Linked DNA regions of Sus scrofa: region 2 is linked to region 1. Evidence: chromatin contacts called from public promoter capture Hi-C data. All regions are on one chromosome and are shown on one strand. Each heading gives the region's core, a stretch centred on a gene start, on an enhancer-like site or on the middle of the called end of the contact. The rest is flanking DNA. Distances are from core to core; before and after follow the strand shown. Region 1 holds the start of PDE12 (2',5'-phosphodiesterase 12). Region 2 holds the start of ARF4 (ADP ribosylation factor 4).

Evidence for each region. Promoter capture Hi-C pulls out the DNA fragments that hold promoters and counts their contacts.
Region 2: a promoter capture Hi-C map of fetal liver shows a contact between it and region 1, with 2.1 times the contacts expected there. The contact joins the promoter of ARF4 here to the promoter of PDE12 in region 1. A contact is called at or near these places in 2 of 5 promoter capture datasets (fetal liver and liver), 10 of 47 Hi-C or Micro-C datasets (blood, embryonic fibroblasts, heart right ventricle and 4 more) and 2 of 2 datasets of contacts at active chromatin or transcription factors (alveolar macrophages and skeletal muscle).

Annotation. Positions count from the first base shown.
Region 1 is chr13:39,391,879-39,398,630 of Sscrofa11.1, forward strand. PDE12 (2',5'-phosphodiesterase 12) reads left to right here and starts at 3,639. Exons shown (of 3, transcript XM_001926462.5): 1 at 3,639-5,070; 2 at 6,054-6,132; 3 at 6,628-6,752. The coding sequence starts at 3,763. DNAH12 (dynein heavy chain 12, axonemal) reads right to left here and starts at 3,388. Exons shown (of 75, transcript XM_021069807.1): 1 at 3,118-3,388.
Region 2 is chr13:39,425,984-39,432,735 of Sscrofa11.1, forward strand. ARF4 (ADP ribosylation factor 4) reads right to left here and starts at 4,194. Exons shown (of 6, transcript NM_001048072.2): 1 at 3,787-4,194. The coding sequence starts at 3,853.

The DNA.
Region 1 (6,752 bases), core at 2,389-4,888:
AACTAGTCGTCACATACTAATTTCTGCAGATACATGTATAAATAATAAGAATAATTCCATTAACCATAACTTCTGATTAGTAAACTTCAGCTGTGTTTCTTGGTATGAATTGAGAGTGGATGAAAAAAAATGATTTCTTCAAAGAAGATGTAAAGAAATGGAAAGATATCCCATGTTCCTGGATTGGAAAAATCAATATTGTGAAAATGGCCATCCTACCCAAAGCAATCTACAGATTCAATGCAATCCCTATCAAATTACCCATGACATTGTTCACAGAACTAGAACAAACAATCCAAACATTTATATGGAACAACAAAAGACCCAGAATCACCAAAGCAATCCTGAGAAACAAAAACCAAGCAGGAGGCATAACTCTCCCAGACTTCAAGAAATACTACAAAGCCACGGTCATCAAAACAGTGTGGTACTGGTATCAAAACAGACAGACAGACCAATGGAACAGAATAGAGAATCCGGAAATAAACCCTGACACCTATGGTCAATTAATCTTTGACAAGGGAGGCAAGAACATAAAATGGGAAAAGGAAAGTCTATTCAGCAAGCATTGCTGGGAAACCTGGACAGCTGCATGCAAAGCAATGAAACTAGAACACACCCTCACACCATGCACAAAAATAAACTCCAAATGGCTGAAAGACTTAAATATACGACAGGACACCATCAAACTCCTAGAAGAAAACATAGGCAAAACACTCTCTGACATCAACATCATGAATATTTTCTCAGGTCAGTCTCCCAAAGCAATAGAAATTAGAGCAAAAATAAACCCATGGGACCTCATCAAACTGAAAAGCTTTTGCACAGCAAAGGAAACCCAAAAGAAAACAAAAAGACAACTTACAGAATGGGAGAAAATAGTTTCAAATGAGGCAACTGACAAGGGCTTAATCTCTAGAATATATAAGCAACTTATACAACCCAACAGCAAAAAAACCAATCAATCAATGGAAAAATGGGCAAAAGACCTGAATAGACATTTCTCCAAAGAAGATATACAGATGGCCAGCAAACACATGAAAAAATGCTCAACATCGCTGGTTATAAGAGAAATGCAAATCAAAACTACCATGAAATATCACCTCACACCAGTCAGAATGGCCATCATTAATAAATCCACAAATAACAAGTGCTGGAGGGGCTGTGGAGAAAAGGGAACCCTCCTGCACTGCTGGTGGGAATGTAAACTGGTACAGCCACTATGGAGAACAGTTTGGAGATACCTTAGAAATCTATACATAGACCTTCCCTATGACCCTGCAATCCCACTCTTGGGCATCTATCCGGACAAAGCTCTACTTAAAAGAGACACTTGCACCCACATGTTCATTGCAGCACTATTCACAATAACCAGGACATGGAAACAACCCAAATGTCCATCGACAGATGATTGGATTCGGAAGGTGTGGTATAGATACACAATGGAATACTACTCAGCCATAAAAAAGGATGACATAATGCCATTTGCAGCAACATGGATGGAACTAGAGAATCTCATACTGAGTGAAATGAGCCAGAAAGACAAAGGCAAATACCATATGATATCACTTATAACTGGAATCTAATATCCAGCACAAATGAACATCTCCTCAGAAAAGAAAATCATGGACTTGGAGAAGAGACTTGTGGCTGCCTGATGGGAGGGGGAGGGAGTAGGAGGGATCGGGAGCTTGGGCTTATCAGACACAACCTAGAATAGATTTACAAGGAGATCCCGCTGAATAGCATTGAGAACTATTTCTAGATACTCATGTTGCAACAGAAGAAAGGGTGGGGGAAAAACTGTAATTGCAATGTATACATGTAAGGATAACCTGACCCCCTTGCTGTACAGTGGGAAAATAAAAAAAAATAAAAAAAAAAAGGAAAAAATGATTTCTGTTGGCCACTTCTTTTGTATCAAGGAAAGCGTAGTATTGGTTCAGTCTTCTGATTTCAAATTTTAATTATGTAATTATAATGTATATAATTTATATATATGATTATGCTACAATTTAGCCTCATAAAAATTTGGCTGCAAACACACCATTTATTGTGTATTATTTTCAAGTCTGTTGAGTTCAAGGTAAATTTTCTATGGGAAATTGTGACACTTTGAGAATACTTGCAGATACTTTGTCTTCAAAGAACTGACCAAATATAACGAAAAGAGAAAGATAACTGAACCATGAGTATATTACATTTCTATTTGTATAAAAAGTGGGAGTAAGGGTGTAAATTCATAAATGTTTGTGTATGCATAGGAGTCGGGGATGGGTATGTTTTATTCTTTGAAAAAAAAAATAAAACATCAAAAAAAAAAAAAACCAACAAAACCCTAAAGGAAAGAATGGCACTTCAAGGCATCTGTCTCAAAATTGGGATTAAGACTGCAAGAGTTCAATTACATCAGCTTGCTTAAAGGAAAGTCACATTTTCTAATACAGCTTTTATCATTCTTTAAGTTGAATAATTTAAGATTGAGTTCTGCTTAAGTTGCATGAAGAAAAATGCTGGAGATAAGAAAAACGCCATTTTAAAATACTTGCTAACGTGGATACTATAAACTGGGGAAATGAAACTTGTTTAGGGCACTTAGTTGATATAATGTAGTGACTTTTAACCCTACTAGGTAGCTCTAGATCACATAAATATCACCAGTATTCGGTCACTTTGTCAAATGCTTGCTGTGTGGAGAGGGGGAGGACATGTATATAAATTTCAAATAACAGCAAAATTCATCCTTCCTGTAGAAAAGGCTTATTTTCCTCACTGTAATCCAGAAGAAAATGTGTAGTTTATTTTTAGATACCCAATAAATAAATACTCTAGTTGTAGAAGGAAAGTGGACACAGATCATTTGCCGAGAGAATTCTCAACTTGTTCTGAATCTTAAAGGGTTTTTTCCCCTTCAGTAAATCATAGAATATTAATTATATTCAACACAAAATCTGTTTCTTGAACTACTTTTTTCATGTGGGTTTCAAGGAAGTTACACTTCCCATTTCCTCTTACCCAGTAGCTATCCTGTCACCTGTCATTCATTCAGCAAAGTCTGTTTGACCTAGAGCAGGTAACTTAATCTTTCCGGACCTCACATCTGTAACTGGAACTTACTATTTATCGTTCCTGGTTATTAGCTATCACAAAAACTCTGCTGGGCGCGTCGGCGCTGACTGGGCCTGAGGCAAACCCACACTTCGGAAGAGGGTTAGCAGTGTCGGGAATAGTGAGGAGAGGAACTGAGAAATATTTTCCACGCCCGAACCCGGGCTGGCAGTCCAGGGGGATCTCCTCACGCCCTCGCGCAGGGCAGCTCCAGGCAGCACAAGAAAGGAGGCGGTCAGAGCCCAGATAAGGCGCCAGGATCCTTCGGGGAAACGAAACTCGCTACACCGCCTCAACCACTTGAGCTTGGGCGCGCCTTCTCTTCCGCCTGCTAACTGCACTTTCGATAAACCATTAAGTCTAATATTCCCCTCTGAAGCCTCCATGTTTTTATTTTTCTAGCCTTATAGCTAGAGTTAGATATAAAAATTAAGCTGGGATGGATTGGAGGCAGACGTAGCTGTGGAAGAAAATTAGCAGATTAGCAGGCCTGGCGAAAGTGCGGGGCGAGAGCACCGTGCGCACTCTCCTCGCCGGCCGGAAGTTGAGGAACTGAATGGGTCCTGGAGCCGGTGGCTGCTGCTCCTCTGTCTCTCCCTGACGCTTAGCGGCCGTTCAGCCGCAGGTCTCGTCAGCCGCTAGGCCACCAGGTTCATGTGGAGGCTCCCAGGCGCCCGCGCCGCGCTTCGTGGGGTCCGCACGGCGGTGGAGCGGCACAGTCGAGCTGAGGCGGCGACTGAGACCGCGGCAGGCGTGATGGAGCGCGCTGTAGTGCGCTGTGTGCCCTCGGAGCCTAAGCTTAGCTTGTCCTTCGCTCTGGCCGACGGTAGCCACAAGAATATGCAGCGCGACCAGAGCGAGCCGCTGGGTCGGGCCCTCAGCCGGATCGCTACTAATGCTCTCAAAGGCCACGCTAAGGCGGCCGCGGCCAGGAAGAGCAGGAAGAACCGGCCAAACGCAGGCGGCGGTGGGGCCTGTGCGGGGTCTGGGCCCGAGCCGGCTGCAGCCTGCGAACCCGTAGTGAAGCTGTACTACCGGGAGGAGGCAGTGGCTGAAGACGTGCTCAATGTGGACGCCTGGCAGGACGGTGCGGTGCTGCAGATCGGCGATGTCAAATACAAGGTAGAGCGCAACCCGCCCTCCCTCACCGAGCTGCAGTTGCCGCGCTACATCATGGCCGGCTTCCCGGTGTGCCCCAAGCTCGGCCTCGAATTTGGGGATCCCGCCGGCTCCCTCTTCCGCTGGTACAAGGAAACCAAACCTACAGCGGTGGAGCCTGAGGGCGGAGGCCCCTCGTCATTGTCTCCCTCTTCACCTTCTCCTGGTTGGACCGAGACGGGTGTGAACGAGCGCGTCTACACCCCGTCCAATGCTGACATCGGGCTACGGCTCAAACTTCATTGTACCCCAGGCAATGGGCAGCGCTTCGGACCAAGCCGAGAATTGGAAAGTGTGTGTTCGGTGGAGGCCGGGCCCGGCACGTGCACCTTTGACCACCGGCATCTCTACACGAAGAAGGTGACTGACGACGCCCTCATCCGCACAGTCTCCTACAACCTTCTGGCCGACACATATGCCCAGACTGAGTTCTCACGGACGGTCCTGTACCCGTACTGTGCCCCTTACGCCCTGGAACTCGACTACCGCCAGAACCTTATCCAAAAGGAACTCACGGGCTACAACGCCGACCTCATCTGTTTGCAGGAAGTTGACCGCGACGTGTTTACAGACAGCTTGGTGCCGGCCCTCGAGGCCTTTGGGCTGGAGGGCGTGTTTCGAATCAAGCAGCATGAAGGCCTCGCTACTTTTTACCGAAAGTCCAAGTTCAGCCTCCTTAGCCAGCATGACATTGCTTTCCATGAGGCCCTGCAGTCCGACCCACTTCACAAAGAACTGCTGGAGAAACTGGTTTTATACCCAGCAGCGCAGGAAAAGGTGCTTCAGAGATCTTCTGTCCTTCAGGTAAAGTAACTCTACCAGTCTGCTTACAAACTCATCCATTTTTAGGGCTCATGAAGGGGGCGGGGGTCAGAGGTGCTTATAGTTGAAATAAAACACTACAAGTTTTAGTGAAAGATGTTTGCTCTTGTACCTTAAGCGCATACTTTTTAGCCTTCAATCATACGTTGATTCATTGGGCTAATACCATTGAGTACCTGTAGTGCGCCAGGCGTGCTACAGGTTGCTTTCAACAAACAGTAACTTTTCATAGCGCTTAGGATTTAGTGTATTTAGCTAAATGCAAGAATAATAGAGGCTGACATTTTACTAGTTGCCAAGCACTGTTCTGTCACATTTTAAAGAACTTTATCTGACATGTTTTACTAAATACTTCATAAATTTAAGCTATTATTTTAATTTTGATTCACGGTAATCCTCCTGTTCGCATTTTATGGATGGTATTGTAAAACTGTAGAGAGTTTTTAGGTAGTTGGTTTTGTTCACAGTAAGAATAACTAACCATTTTTCGAGCACCTACTGTATTTGATGCACCTGAGTAAACTCATTTAATTGAATCCACACAATTGTCCTCCTTGAGGTGGATAATATTGTCTCTTTTTTTATTAATTACAAAGCTAGTTTAGGGTGGAAAAAGTATCTTTCTCCAGGTCATACTGTAGTAAGTGCTAGGGTGGGTATTCCAGCCTAATTCAGCCTGACTCCGAAGCCTGCACTTAGCCACTTAAAAAAGTCACCAGCCTTAGCATTGCCATCTAAAGTGTATTCCTTTCATGTCACCTCTATATGTTGGGCTGTTATTGAAATGTTAGGCTAAGTTCCATTAATTTATATTCTAAAACTTAAAAATTAAATTTCATAACTTTGATCATACTTCATCAGTAGAGAAGGATATGGAATAAAATTTCAGTTCATCATATAGACTAGATTAAAAACATCCAGATTGGCAAATAGCAGCTGGACTAGGTAATTTCTTTTTATTTTAGGTTTCTGTTCTTCAGTCTACAAAGGACTCCTCTAAAAAGATATGTGTTGCTAATACCCATCTCTACTGGCACCCCAAAGGTATGTTTTCTTGATTTTCACAAGTGCCTTAAACATAGTAACTGAAGATCAGTAAAGCTGTTTTACACACATACATTTTTTCAATTTCATTGAGATATAGTTGACACACAGCACTGTACAATTTAAGATGTACAGCATAATGACTTATATATTGCAAAATTTTTACCACAGTAAGTTTAGTTAATACCTGCACGTCACATACATATCCCCAAAGTGGTTTTTCTCCTTTACTGAGAACTTCTGGGATTTACTCTCTTAGCAACTTTAAAATATACTCTACAGCACTGTTAACTGTAGTCATCTTGTACACTACATCCCCAGTACTGTTCATCCTAAAATTGAAAGTTTTACCTTTTGTCACCTTCATCCAGTACCTCCCCACATATACACATTCATATCTTGAATATCATCCAGATACTGTAGTTTTTGAGGGTTTTTTAAAATTTAAAGGCAACTTTAAAAAGTACTTAACATTAATGTTTTTTATATTCATAGGTGGGTACATTCGTCTCATTCAAATGGCAGTAGCCTTGGCTCACATTAGACATGTCTCTTGTGATTTGTATCCTGGCATACCAGTTGTATTTTGTGGGGACTTTAATAGTACCCCATCAACAGGA
Region 2 (6,752 bases), core at 2,944-5,443, 35 kb after region 1:
TAATTAGTAGCAAATTATCAGTCTTTGTTAGTCTTACTTCATAATAATGCTAGAGTGCACACTTAAAAGAGTGGCTGTACCAACTTCCAATGGCATGAAGCTAGGGATTTTTGCTTTGTCTATTGTTTCCCTCTATCACATAACTAATCAGAAAAACCCCCTCCCCTTTTTAAAAAAGGCTGGCGATTATGTTTTCAATTAATGACCTGAGAAAATGGTCACAATAAAGCAAATCGAAAAGAACACAAAGCTATATATCACGAGGACAACTTTTGGAGAAACAAAAACCTCCTCTTAAAGGCTGAGAGTAAATATAACAAATATTAATAGTGGAATGGTGGAATTGTAAGTAATTATCACTCTATTCTTTTTCATGTTTTCTAAATTTAACAGAAAGGACATATTATGTTTAGAATCAAGGCCAAAAATTTAAAATACGTAATATGTGCATTTATAAAATATGCTAGGGAAAGAGTATGAAACACTACTCACTTTAAAATATTGTGAATTTGGAGTTCCCGTCGTGGGTCAGTGGGTTAATGAACCCGGTTAGTATCCATGAGGACGGGTTCAATCCCTGGCCTTGCTCAGTGGGTTAAGGATCTGGCATTGCCATGAGCTGTGGTGGAAGTCAAACATGCGGCTCAGATCAGTGTTGCTGTGACTATGGTGTAGGCCAGCAGCAACAGCTCTGATTTGACCCCTAGCCTGGAACCCTCCACATGCCGCCAGGGCAGCCGTAAAAACAAAAAGACCAAAACAAAAACAAAAACAAAAAAAAAAAAAACAGACACACACACACAGTTAATTTTTTTTTCAAATTGGCGAAGGATCCTTCCTCCTGAACCTCTCTGGTCCCAAAAAGCCACAGTCACATGTAAAACAACACAAAACTACACTGGTATTAGCAATCTTTTAGAAAGCAATACTTTTTAAGCTTTTCAACAAGCAAACCTGCAAGTTCAAAGAGAGAATGAGTAATTCCTCTACAGAACATACTGTTTTCAAAAATAAACAAAATCTGGGGAGTCATTTACTAAAATTACATCTTATCATAGTCAAAATATGGAGATTAGACTTAAAACAGGACCATGAAGGGCTACATGAGAAATCTAAGGTGGAAACCAGCTGTCTTACAATTTAGGTTCAATAGTATCACTCACATGAGTGATTTCTTCTTTTTCAAAAACCTACAGGAGTTCCCATTTTGGCACAGCGGAGATGAATCCAACTAGTAACTATGAGGTTTCGGGTTCCTTCCCTAGCCTTGATCAGTGGATTGGAATCCAGCGTGAGCTGTGGTGTAGGTCACAGAGGTGGCTTGGGTCAGAGCTGCTGTGGCTGTGGCCAGCAGCTACAGCTCCAATTCGACCCCTAGGCCTGGGAACCTCCATATGCCACAGGTGCGGCCCCAAAAAGAAAAAAGGAGGGGAAAAAAAAAAAAAACCTACACAATTTCTATCAATCTATAGCTTAAATAATTTTAGACTCGATGGTTATCAACTTTTAATTTTTTAATTAGTTTACTATAAGCTGCAACTTCAAACACCTTTTTAAAATACTTAGATTTGGGAGACAGCATGTGTACGAATAAAATTTAAAGCTTATTCACAGTAATTTTGCAAATCAGACATTAACTAACTGCTGTCTTTCAAGAACACTTTAAAATGGTAAAACCTGAAAATGCCACAGACTCAAGAAGGTATGAAGTTTACATAAACCATAGAAAGAAAAAGGAAGACTACATGCCTGCCAAAGAAGATTAATATGGAAAAAAGTCATTAATTGGTAATTCCAATATTTGGATGGGGCAGACACATTAAGAGTGATCAATTATTCATGCCATCATTTGTAAAGCTAGATACAAAAATCTAAGAATTATCAAACTTCCAAGTCACTTATTTCACTATCCATATACATATCCCCCATTCAGTTATACCGCACTTGATGAGTTCATAAAAGTTGACCTTGTGACTATTACATTTTTAATCAAGGAAATCTAATTATCCCAAATTCAAGTGCAAAACAAGAATGGCAAACCTGAGTAATATAACATTTAATATGAACGAATAATTTCAAATCATAATTTCTATTCCCTGCACAAATGCACAAAATTAAATACTTTCCTTGTTCCATTTTCTTTCAATCATTATTTCTGGGGGTAAGGGGGAGAAATGCTCCCCTAATATAGTAAACATAGGAAAATGTTTATAGCATTATTCTACCTTTCTTCTCCCTCTGAAACTTGCAGCCATCACAAAAGACTAAGACAATGAAAAACAGCAATTTATTTACAATAAATCTTAAGTAAAATATTACATACTACATTTCAAATACAACGCACTACAACTCCACGAACAGAACAGGCTGGAAATTCATTTATCACAGTTCAAAGTTCTCCCACTGACTTCAGAGCCTTTTTTAAACTGTCAATTTTCAATTACTTTTAAAGCTTAAATAATATGCTTGCATTCCTAAAATAATTGTCATTTTCATAAATGAAGTCTGACAAACTATGAGAGAGTAAACATTTTGAATTAATCTTTGTGAGTGAATCATCAACATTTGTTTTATGGATTTTGAAGCAGGAATAAGAGGAAAGTGAAAAAAGAACCAAATGTGCATACCCTCAATCTTCAAATACCTTGAAATATTACGGAATTTTGCTTTGGAAAACTTTCAAGTAAAACCTCCCAACTTCTCTAGAAAACAATCTAATAAACCAACAGATTTCAATGTTACAAGTTAGAGGGGCGCCTTATAGCATTATTCAGGTGCAAAAAGCTTAGCGGTGATGTAGAGACTACTCATAGTACTATGGGGAAGACGTTGCTTACATCACTCGACTAACAAGTCCCTTCTCCCTCAGCAGAGCAAAAATCGGACCCTAAAAAGCAATTTTTAAAAAGCCCGTTTTCCCTAAGAATTTTTTAAAACACCTTCGTAATTACTCTTTAACAAGGCGACCCTAAAATTAAGCGTCATTATGTTCACTTACTGAAAATGTGTTAGCACTTTAAAAGAATTTAGTTTCTAATTTATTTTCCATTAAATCTTCACCAGCTGGACAAAAATTACGTGGTCTGAAAATCAAAGAGAGTAAACCAAAGAGCGTGGCTAAAAGAAACATTCATGATAAACTCAATTTTCAGGAACATTAATAGGAAAAAAACAAAAAACAAAAACAAAAACAAAAAAACGTGAAGCAGAATCCAGAGCGAAGCAAAGTTTAGCGAAGAGAGCGCAGAGGACTCCGGACTCTACTAAAACCTTGGGTGTTCGCTCGCCTGCCACTGTACTGGGGCTGGTCACTTCCTGCACCGGCCGGCTCCGGGCGACCGCTCGCTCACATACCAAAGGAGGGTGAAAAGTGTGTACACGGGGCAGAAAGAGGGAGGAGGAAGGCTAAACTGCTGCCCACACCCGGGGAAGAGCAGAATCAGATCGCATTCTCAGAATGGGCCGCGCCAATATCTTCCGGGCTCTGCGAGATTCGACAGTTCGCTAACCTCACATCTCCGCCCAATTCCGTCGGGCTTTCAGTAGGATCGAGAGAAAACTAAACCCAGGAGGAAACCTTGCCCGCGGCCCCTTTCCAGCCTCCCCGACAGATGGGGCGACCGCCCATCCTTCGCCCCATTGTTCCCCCTTAAGAATTCTTCCCGACCCCCACCCCTCCCCCACTACAGCAGACGGGGAGAAAAAAACAGGCCCCAAGGCCGCCCAGAGCGTAGAGACCCGGCCGCCCCACCGAGGCCTGGCCTCATCCCTCAGGCCCTAACTCACCCATCAAAATGCGCATCTGCTTCTTGCCGAAGAGGCGGGAGAAGAGGGAGGAGATGGTGAGGCCCATGGCGGTAATGGCACTTGCAATGGGCAGGAGCAGAAGGGGCTTGGGGCGTCCCCGGGCCTTCTCCTTTCACGCTCCTGGCAAAGTCAGAGGGCGAAGAGGAGCTAAGGCAGAAAGAGCGCGGCAGGGACAGCTCGCTAGCCGGCGTGTCGGACGAAGCCCCGGGACAGAAATTAGCGGGGCAAGGACCTGCTCGACGACTGGCGGGGCAGCTCCGGCTCTGGCGTTAAATCTTCGCCTGTGCCACGTCACGCGGCAGCCGCGGCGACTTCGGCAGCGGCCCGGCCCCTCCAACGCGGACAGAATCGCGTCACCGCCGCCCCATCCCCCTGCGCTTCCGGTGCTACCCGAACCACTGCGCCTGCGCACGAAAGGGATTGGCCGTCTTCGCTGACGTGCGCCTCTGGCCAGCGTCAGCCCCCGGACGTGGCTCCTGGATCTAGGCGAGGCCTGTGAGCCACTGTGTACTGGGCGACAAATACAATCCCACAATGCCTCGCTTCGTCACTTCCAATCAGACTCGAGGAGAGACGTTTCTGTTTAGAGAAATGCATCCTGGAAGTTGTATTCCTTGATTCCGGAAAGGCGAGCTGTGCATTGTGGGTTAGGTAGTAAGCCTCCGTTCTTTTCGCCCTTTGGGCGTCTTTTTCTACGCAACGCGCTAAAGATTTCCTGGTGCCACGGAGGTACATATTTCACCCACGGGACCAGACACTTGCCCTAATGGAGGAGTGAAGACAGGCCCAGTTTTCCCAGAAGATAAGTTGTTAAAAGCCTGCCGCCAGGTCCCACTGACGCTACCTAATCCTAATCCTATGTCTAGAGGAGAGCTCCGAGACTTTTTTGTAGACTATTGCAGCTTTTAAAGAGGAGCCAATTTGAAGGGCTTGCTTTTTTTTTTTTTAATCTTTCCTAGAACAAGCATGGAAGATTTATCCCTTATGTTGAGGAAGTGGAAAGACTCCTCAGTTCAAAAATATTTATGATCTTAGAAGTTCCCATTGTGGCTCAGCTGTAACGAGCTCAGGTAGTATCCATGAGGATGTAGGTTGGATCCCTGGCCTTGCTCAGTGGTCTGGCGTTGCCATGAGCTGCAGCGTTCGTTGCTGTGGCTGTGGCTGAGGCTCGCGGCTGCAGCTCCCATTTCCACCCCTAGCCTGGGAAGTTGCATATGCTGTGCGTGCAGCCCTCCAAATAAAAAAAAAGAAAAAAAAAAAAGATCTTAATGTTTTCCAAAGTAAGGTATACAATTTGCAAAAAAAGATGTATAAAAGAGCAACCTCCCCACCTCCTATGGGTTTCTTCTATACTGTTGGTGCCGTTTAGTATTAAGTCATGCTCCCTATCTTTTTTTTTATCATTATTATTATTATTTTGTAATTTTTTGGCTGGCCTAAGCAGGCATATGGAGTTACCAGGCCAGGGATCAGATCCCATTGTGCCACAGTGGGACCTCCTCACCAACCATTTAGATCTGGTTAGAGTTTAACTGCGTTGGAAAATACATTCTTGAGCTTCCAACTAGATAAATTACTCAGGCTTTAAAAAATCATAACCACTCTTCATAGTTAGGATTTCGCATTCAATATTACTGTTGACAACCCTCTTCCCTTTACCCCCTTGTGTGAAAACGGTAAACGGGCCAAACTCTAGTTTGTTTTTCTGTGTTGTTTGCAATGGACTTGGCACACCATGACTCTCAAATATGGTTGAATGATGGTGGGATAGATAAACAAACTGTAGTATCTCCATACTGTGCAGTATTCTCAGGAGTTTAGGATGATGTAGAACTGTAAATCTAATGAAAAGATCGCTAAGATACATTTACTGAAAAAGGCCAAATAATGACTAAGTACTGTAAGGAAAGGTAAAAATGTAGATTTTCCGTGTGTGTGTGTGTGTGTGTGTGTGTGTGTGTGTGTAAATGCAGAACAAGAGCTTTGAAGGAGAGTCTGTAATAATGATAGTGGTGTAACTGTCTAGCCTATGTGGAGGGAGGAGGGCACCTTCCCAGAGAGTGAGGGAACCTAGTTTGGAAGTGGTAGTCAAAAGACAGCTTTATTTTGGAGTTCCTGCTGTGGTGCAGTGGGTTAAGAATCTGACTGTAGCAGCTCAGGTCACTGCATAGTTCCACAGCTATGGCTCAGATTTAATCCTTGTCCCAAAAAATTCCATATGCCTCCTGTGCAGCTATTAAAAAAGAGGGAAAAAAAGGCTTTATCTATTTATCTAACTTTTAAAAATCTGTTTTATTGAGATATAATTGATATGCAATAAAATTCATGAATTTTAAGTGTACAGTTTTATGAATTTAACAAATGTACAGTGTAGGCAACACCATAATCATATTAGTCATTTCTATTACTGCAAAAAGTTCTCTCATACTGCTTTTTAGTCATCCTCTTCCTTCACTTCAAGCCCTTGGCCAACCACTAATGTGTTGTCTCTATAGATTTGCCCTTTCCAATATTTCTTGTAAATGGAATCATACAGTATGTAGTCTGTATTTCATGTGTGGCCTCTTTCCCCTAGTAAAATGCTTTTGAGATTCATCCATGTTATAGCATGTACCAATACTTTTTTCTTTTCATTGTCAAGTAATATTCCATTGCATGGATATACCACTTTTTTATCCTTTCCTCAATTGATGGCCCTTTTTGGGTTATTTGAAGTTTTGAGCTTTTATTAATAAAACTGTTCATACATTTGAGAACATGTGTGGGTGTGGCTATATTTATTTTTATAAGATGAATATATTTATACACTACTTATTTATTTATTTATTTATTTATTTATTTATTTATTTGTCTTTTTGCCATTTCTTGGGCTGCTCCCGCAGCATATGGAGGTTCCCAGGCTAGGGGTCTAATCGGAGCTGTAGCTGCCAGCCTACGCCAGAGCC